Linked DNA regions of Mus musculus: region 2 is linked to region 1. A link is a contact called in public HiChIP or PLAC-seq data. All regions are on one chromosome and are shown on one strand. The core of a region is the stretch at or near the end of the contact, and the rest is flanking DNA. Distances in the headings are between cores, read along the strand shown. Region 1 has its middle 40 kb from the start of Gm39910. Region 2 has its middle 21 kb from the start of 2810405F15Rik.

Evidence for each region. HiChIP or PLAC-seq counts read pairs in DNA pulled down with a chosen protein or histone mark.
Region 2: a contact with region 1 is called in an H3K4me3 HiChIP or PLAC-seq map of intestinal villus epithelium, with 5 read pairs. The contact joins two enhancer-like sites. A contact is called at or near these places in 1 of 484 Hi-C or Micro-C datasets (nephron progenitors) and 2 of 115 datasets of contacts at active chromatin or transcription factors (embryonic basal ganglia and intestinal villus epithelium).

Annotation. Positions count from the first base shown.
Region 1 is chr2:115,447,824-115,451,910 of GRCm38.p6, reverse strand. No RefSeq gene overlaps it. Among named protein-coding and RNA genes, the nearest start is that of Gm39910, 40 kb to the right of the region's middle. Within about 2 kb of position 1,675, at least 12 of the 459 cell types and tissues checked have an H3K27ac peak or open chromatin away from gene starts, as enhancers often do. A contact at or near this core is called in intestinal villus epithelium, where this site is marked.
Region 2 is chr2:116,095,365-116,099,177 of GRCm38.p6, reverse strand. No RefSeq gene overlaps it. Among named protein-coding and RNA genes, the nearest start is that of 2810405F15Rik, 21 kb to the right of the region's middle. Within about 2 kb of position 2,252, at least 4 of the 459 cell types and tissues checked have an H3K27ac peak or open chromatin away from gene starts, as enhancers often do. A contact at or near this core is called in intestinal villus epithelium, where this site is marked.

The sequences.
Region 1 (4,087 bases), core at 426-2,925:
TAAACAAACAAATAAGCAAACAAATGGGCAAGCAAGCAAGCAAGCAAGCAAATAAAAGAAAAAGAGTTCATGAAACTTAAAGGAGAGTTTGGGAAGACACAAGAGGAGTTGGAGGGGGAGAAGCCAGGGTGGAATAAAAGAAACGGAGAAATAAAAGGTTGCAGTTACTGAAAAACAGCAAATGTAAATTATTGAATGTTGTTGGACAAGAGCGACCCACTGACTATTCCTTCTATGTGAGCATCCATTGCAATCTTGTTAACTTTAGACAGAGTTGATAATTGGGCTTTATGGAGACTCACCCTCAAATGACTGTTGTGTGAATGAACCTTTTGCCATTGAAGGAATGAGGATGATGTGATGTCTCTCTTTGATTCTAAGCCTAAGGGGAAAAGTCTTCTGTATCAAAAACACATGGCTTAAAATTTCTGCATCTGAGCCTGCAACATTGATGGAGTTTTATGTAAAGAGATAAAAATCTTTGCATGGACTGTCACAAGCTGTTTGGGTGAACAGAGCTGCTGTTGCAAAACCACTGTTGATATTCTTAAATGGGCTGCAATGAGAACCACCTGTACGTCAGACCGAAGGTTTGGGCACAGTGAAAATCATCATGGTCAAAATAATGAAAATGAGGAGGGAGGGAGGGAGGGAGGGAGGGAGAGAGAGAGAGAGAGAGAGAGAGAGAGAGAGAGAGAGAGAGAGAGAGAGAGAGAGAGAGAGAGAGAGAGAGGAGAGAGAGAGAGAGAGAGAGAGAGAGAGAGAGAGAGAGAGAGAGAGAGAGAGAGAGAGAGAGAGAGTATGAGCATGTAAGGACAAATATGAGCTAGTTCAACAAGGAGGAAAATGTGAACAAGGAATTCAGAAACAGGTGTAACTTCTTTTAGAAACAAGAGATTTCAGAGGAAGAAGAATATCATTTGCCAGATACTACTCAGGAACACCTCAATATTCCTGAATGCACTTATAGTTCATATTATCTACCCTAATTATGGCAGACTTACAGTAGTTAGGAGACAATGTCACCCTAGAAAACACATATTATTGTGAAGTTAGAGCAAACAATTTGAGGGGAAGACTCTCTAGAAAGAATAGTACTAGTTAGTAGCCATGGCTGTCTTGTTAGCAAGAGAGAAGGCAAGAAAGCAGTAAATAATTATCAACAATTTACACTTTCCTAGATATAAGCCCATACTATATCTCAATTGGTATTCCTGAGAGAGCAAGCTGAAGGAGGTTTGGCATCTAAAAGCATTCATAAAGTATTTTATTTTAGACAAATTTGATGAAACATAATGGAAAGAAAGATGAATTGAATTAAATTGATTAAATTGAATATTCCTCTTCTGAGCATTTGGTTCTTAAAGATTCTGATCCCATTCTTGTCAGACTCACATGAATAGATGTGCTAGATACTTATGAAATGGTTAAAGAATTATGGATGTTTGGGTTATGCATGTGTGTTCTGAGAATTTTCTTAAACCCAAAGAGTTCTCATGAAGAAGAAAGAAATGCATGTTAATAATTAACCTTAACACAAGCAAAAACTGTGATGGCTGGTAGGGATGGGAGTATTGCCCAAAGGTCAAGTACATGAACTCTCTAATCAATAGCTCAGTTCTGCCACTTATTAGCTGCGTAAGCTCTGTAAGTTCTTTGACTCCACTAAGACTAGATCTCTCCCCTCTCGGCAAAGAAAACCATGCCAGGTAGCTTTAGCCCTCTGGGCACAGAGCCTGGTATACTATCTTGCTGTTGTTATTTGCCATTACAAACTAGGTGCAATGATTGAGAACATTCTGGAAGAGGTTTTGGCATGTCATTAGGTCTGAGTCTCAACTTTACAGAGTGCTGAGTACACTTAATTAAAAAAGGCGAGGCAAATTAGAGCAGTCTTGGACTTTGATGTTGAAAGACCTTGCTCAGCTTCCTACTCCTGGTTGATCCTTATCAGCATCACTCTGCAGTTCATATACTGGTTATGTTACCCGGCATGGATGAACTTCAATTCCTAGACAGAAAGTTGAAATAAGGAACGTATTTGTTTCTCAACATTGCAACTGTGGGGAAGTGCCGAGGAAAGTCTGCTGTGACCTGTAAACAAATATTTCTCTTGTAATTATTACTTTGAGGTATATAGAAAACAATGAGAAAGGACAAGTTAGCACAGAGATTAGCATGAGTTAAAGGCATAGAAGTTGACTGGCATACTGATGTTCAAGAATGACAAGAAGGTAGGTCTGACTGAAAACCTACCAGCATAGAAGGGCGTGCTTCCTTGTTGCAGTTGTTTATCTTATGGAAGCCCGAGTTGCAGAATTTGGTCTCTATTTTCTCTCAGTTTGTAGAATCTTCTGTAGAATGCCCTAATTATTATTTGACTACACATCTCTTAGGATCTTGGTAGTAGGGCCTAGGTTTATGCCATTGGAAAATCAGTATAGGTGATTCTAGTATCTACCTAGGATAAGGGAAAATATTTGTGATTTTTCCATCTCTCTTTGATTCAGTGAGATGGCTTTGTAAATATCAAGAAATATCAATGCATTACAGTGGTCAATTATTAATGCACAAAGAGATACAATCATGACTCAGAGAAGATAAGAGTGGGCAAGGCAGTTGGCCCTATTGGACCAGAAGAAACTATAGTGTGCTTAGACAAAATGATTGATCATACGTGAGGCAGAAAAATGACTCAGCCTGGAGCAACATTGTTGAGTTATCATCCACCCCTCCATCCTCCCGTGTATTGTCTCTTATGGTTTGCTGGGCATGCGACTCAGCAACTGTCCCAGCTTCTGTGGATTCTTCTGGGAGACAATTCAGTCCAGTTCAACTATCTGACTACATTTGAGACTCTTCTATTAGAGAGAGAGAGAGAGAGAGAGAGAGAGAGAGAGAGAGAGAGAACAGCTCTAGTTATCCAACAAAGGCAAATGGAACTACATTGAGGGGTGTGATGCAATGGTTCAGTAGTAAGGTCTCTGACTTCTCTAGAACATGACCTGGATTCAGTTTCCAGCATCCACACAGAAGATCACAACCATTTGTAACTGTAGTTCTGGATATCTTATGCCTCTTCTAATGTCTTCTGGAACAAGACATGCATTTATTATACATATATACCCACATACAAAACACTTGTACACCCAAAATAAATATGAACAAGCCATAAATCTTAAAGAAACTACCTTGAGATTCCATTGCATTCATACAAAACATCAACAAAAGGACAAAAGTAACAAATGGTATTGAAGATGTGGGGATGAAGGACCCCTGTTGGCTGTTAGTGGGAATGTTAATTAATACATAGACTATTGAAGTTAGTATAAAGTTTCCTAGGAAAGTAATAAATAAACTAAATCCTAAAAATAGAAGTATTATAAAATCCAGTTGAACACTTTGGGGTATATACTTGAAGGAGTAAAAGCCAGCTTACAATAGAGTTACTGTATATTCTTGTTTATCTTACCACTACTAACAATACATAGGTCACAGCATCAGCCTGAATGCTTATCAGTGGATGAATATAAAAGGAAGTGTAGTGTGTACACAAAGGAGCATTACTCAGCAATATGATTAACAAAATCACTGGCAGAAAATGTATGGAACTGGAGAGCATCATGTTAAGTGAAATAAGCCCACCAGAAAAAAGTAAATGAAATTTGTTTTCCCTCTGATATAGAATATATCATCCATGCATGAAGGTACAAGAAGGGTTCTTGAAGAGAGAAAAAGTGTCAGGTGAGAATGAAGGACAAAAGAGGTTAAGAAAGAGATGAATGTGTTCCCAGCATGCCTCTAATCACTGATCTGCCTCAGCACCCCGAATATTTGGGTCCCAAGGAATTGAGGATTATGTATTAAGAATATTACCACTTAGGAGCTGGACAAATGACTCCATGGTTGAGAGTAATTAATTGCTTATGCAGAGATCCCAATTTTTCCCCCAGCACCCACAAGTCATAAATGCCTGTAATTCCAGCTTCAGGGGATCTGCCACCCTCTTCTGAACTCTCAAAGCCACCTGCAGTTTTGTGTATAAATCCTCCTTCCCATTCACAATTAAACATAATAAAAATAAATA
Region 2 (3,813 bases), core at 1,003-3,502, 650 kb before region 1:
TAACTTCTTGCTTCTGACAAGGGGGTTCGGAGCGGGTGCACCAAAGACCTTCTCAGAGCTAGCATCAACTGACCATATACACAAGCTGTAGAGATCAAGGTCTGAGGTAGAGTCTCTGCCATCTTAAAAAGAAAAGCGTAAGTACTGTGCTTTGCCTATGAGGAGAGACTGAAGGAGTTTACGGCCAAGATAAGCTCCAAGGTCAGAAACAGTCTCAGCGAAAACACAAGGAAGAGCTAAGTGAGCGTCTCGAGCACTTGCTGAGCAGACAAATGAAGATGAACTTCTCCTCTGCTAAAACCCTCTGACCAACACAAAACCATGTGTGTTAGTTTAGATGCTAAGTGATTCAAACACACACACACACCATTTATTGAAGGTTACCACATGTACATGTATTGCAAATCAACCTTACCAAGAAAGTTGGAGCCTATAACTTGATGAAAATAAAGGTTGTTAGAAGAAGGGGAAAGTGCAGATATTTGCTCCTGATGCAGAAAACTCTTAGGTCAAATATTGAGGCTAACCCAAGTTAAAAATGTTCAGTTATTTTTATGAATAGGTACCAATATTAGGACAAAACACATTATGAAGGAGGTATCAAAGGCATTTTCTTTTCCACAGCTAATGAGTTAATACATTTGGAAAGACAAGATATTTCTTGTCATATAACAAAAATGACATGTGATGGCTCACAGAGACAATATAAATATATCCGAGTTGGTGCTAGAACACCATAATTGCAGACTTTAATAAAGATATTAAAGGGGTTGGGGACGTGGTTCTGAATAGTGCTTGCTCAGTATGTGGGAAGTCCGAAGTTCAGTCTCCAGCACTTCGTGAACCGGCTTTGTGGGGCCGACCTATCATCCTAGCACTTGATAGGAAGACAAGAAAAGCAATTGTGCAAGGCCATCCTTGGCTACATAGTGACCTTTTGGAAGCTAATTCATTAATTTTTAACCTTTTATTTAATATCTATTTTGACAGGTGTACTTATATGCATGTTGTGTATGTATATGGTACAGGCAACTGAGTCAACAGGCAATCATATGGAGGCCAGAGGAAGATATTCCAAAGAAAGGCATTAAGTGTCTTTCTCTGTCACTCTCTGCCTTCTTCCTTTAAGGGTTTCTCAATGAACCAGAAAGTGGAAATTTTGGCTAGGCTAGCTAGGCAGAGAACTTCCTGGGATTTGAGTTCCACCTACCTCTCTCCCAGTGCTGAGGTTATAGGTCGTGGTTACAATGGATACAATCATTACAGGCTACACAGAGATGCCTAACTTTTCTCATAGTGCTAGAGATTTGAATTCAAGTCCTCATGGTTCCATACCAGCACTATTACCCACTGAATCATCTCTCCAGAGATGATTATTTTTATTGCTTTCAGAATTCATGGCTGTCCTCGATTATGGTTAACATACAAGTCAAAGTCTCCAGGCAGCAAACTGGAGATGATGCAGAGTCTCTTTCTCACGAGTCCTGCCTCAGCTGGATTGTACTCCCTGAATTTAACCTGCTGCCTTAAAGGATGGCCTAACAAAGGTCTAGAGGTGAATTTTCTAAGCTGACCCCATTCAGCAGCGATTTCCAAATTAATAAAATGTACACTGTGATTCTCGTGTGTGTCACCTACCTTCATCATCTTCCAAGGAAGAGAGACAGCATGAAAAAGAGATTTGCTGAGGAGTTACCTTAGAGAAATGCTTCACAACCTACAGGTGATCCAAGCCAAGCTTCGAAGAGAAATTCCTTAACTGACAAGTGTCCCTGCTTTAACACAGTCCCTAAATATCGCTTTGCTTTCTAAGTCCTACTGTTTCAAATATCACTCCAATCACAGGGGAAGGGTTCCCTAGATCCTCTATCAAGGTCCTGCAAGTGAGTAATCAGTGCTGGGCAAAACAAAACACATTTCCATTCAAATGGCTGAGTTGCCTACATTTTGCAACTCCAATTATTTCAACATATCTTTTGTCATTTGCATTCAATGCTCTTGCTTTGTTGTCAAGAGATTCTTACAAACTGTTCTCAACGCTTGCATTTCCTCCTTGCCCTTCTAAGAGGTAATGTATTCTCTAAGATAGGTGCTCTGTGGCAGGAGCTCTTTCTCCTGAAGGATTTAAAGCTGTCATTCTCCAAAGCTAGGTGTGCTACCTCTGCCTAAGGATTCGACTGTACAAATGGTTGTGTGGTTAGGTTTTTTTTTAGCAGGGCAAGTGAAGACTCTCCAGGCAGAGGTCTGAAACTCGATTTCTGCACAAGGAAACACTTGAGCAGGAAGTACAATGTCCAACCACTTTCTACCTGGCTTGGCTCCAGGCACATGATGAATTGCAAAAATATAATATATAGAGGGAATATTTATGTGTCCTCCCCCTTCATCAGAGATACACAGTATTTTTTCTCCTGTGTCACAAACATTGTAGCCACAATTTACAAGTACATACACAATCAAATTTCTATTGATTTAAAGATGCATTTCTTTGATGTCCTTTGCCTTAACCTCATTTATAAAGCTGTTTTGCATTATTTCAAACTGTCAATGATTTGTGACTCATGAATATTCAAATCCAATTTGCACTTATCATTTTGGTATGCATGCTTCCTTTCAATATGTCCCTACACGTGCCCTTTTGTTTTGTATTTATTTGTATATTGTTTTATTGAAATAATTCAATTTTTAAAGCATAGCAAGTCTATTGAAAAACAAAGGGAGTAATTAATGATTGACTCTTCTTGGTCCCAGCCCACCGTCTCTATGTCGCCACTAGGAAAGTCCATTCATTCCAACAACCTGTCTTTGATATTAAAAATAGCATACACTTGCTGATTGATGTTAATTTGGGAGGGGGGGTGAGGGGGCAGTTTTGCTGGACTATGCATGTCTAAGAAAGAGTCCAAGAATTTGTAGATGAGCCCAAGCATTGCAAAATAGAAAGAAAGGATTATTTGTTGTAGAAAAACAAAAAGTTCCAGCTGAATGAGGCTCTTCATGTCAGTGCGGATAAACTTTTCCACTTACGTGTGGAATGCACGAAACGAGACCTAAGAGGACTACGCATCCCTTTTAAAAGTCTCAGACAGTGATAGCTGGAGGAGACACCCAGGCCTGGGTATTGCAGGTTGTCAGTGATGATTGACGCTCTCCAACTGCAGCACAGGGAGCCACCTGCCTAAGAAACAAGCAGCTTCTTTCTTGCAAAACCTGTTTGAGGACAAACGGGAAGTGTTGTATGAACAAAAAAAAAAAATTTGGAGTTAAGAAAATCTCTTTCATAACTGATTTCTGGACTCAGTCATGATTTCTAAGAAAATCCAAGCAAGTAAATGTCCTGTGTTGCAAAAGTATGTATATGTATATGTATATTATATGTATATATATATGTATAGATATAGATATAGATATCTCTTGTATGCCAGTAGCTAAAATAGAAAAGCAATAGGTTTACAATGCATGCAAGTGTGTGTGTGTGTGTGTGTGTGTGTGTGTGTGTGTGTGTGTGTGTGTGTGTCAGAAGACAAGTTTAGGTGTCAGTCTTCACCTTGCAGCTTGTTTGAGAAAGGGTCTGTAGCTGTCTCACCACTGCACAAGTGAGGCTAGCTGGCCAAAGAGCTGCCCTTCCTCTCCTCAACCCTGGGATTACAAACGTGATGCTGTGTCAGGCTTTATCTGGTCTCTAGGGGTCTGAACTTAGGTCTTCAAGCTTCCGAAGCAAGTGCTTCCCCCACTGAGTAGTCTCCACAGCTCTCATGCTCAATTTCTAGCCTCACATTTAACCTGTGGAGAGGTCGCCTTTTGATTTCCTCT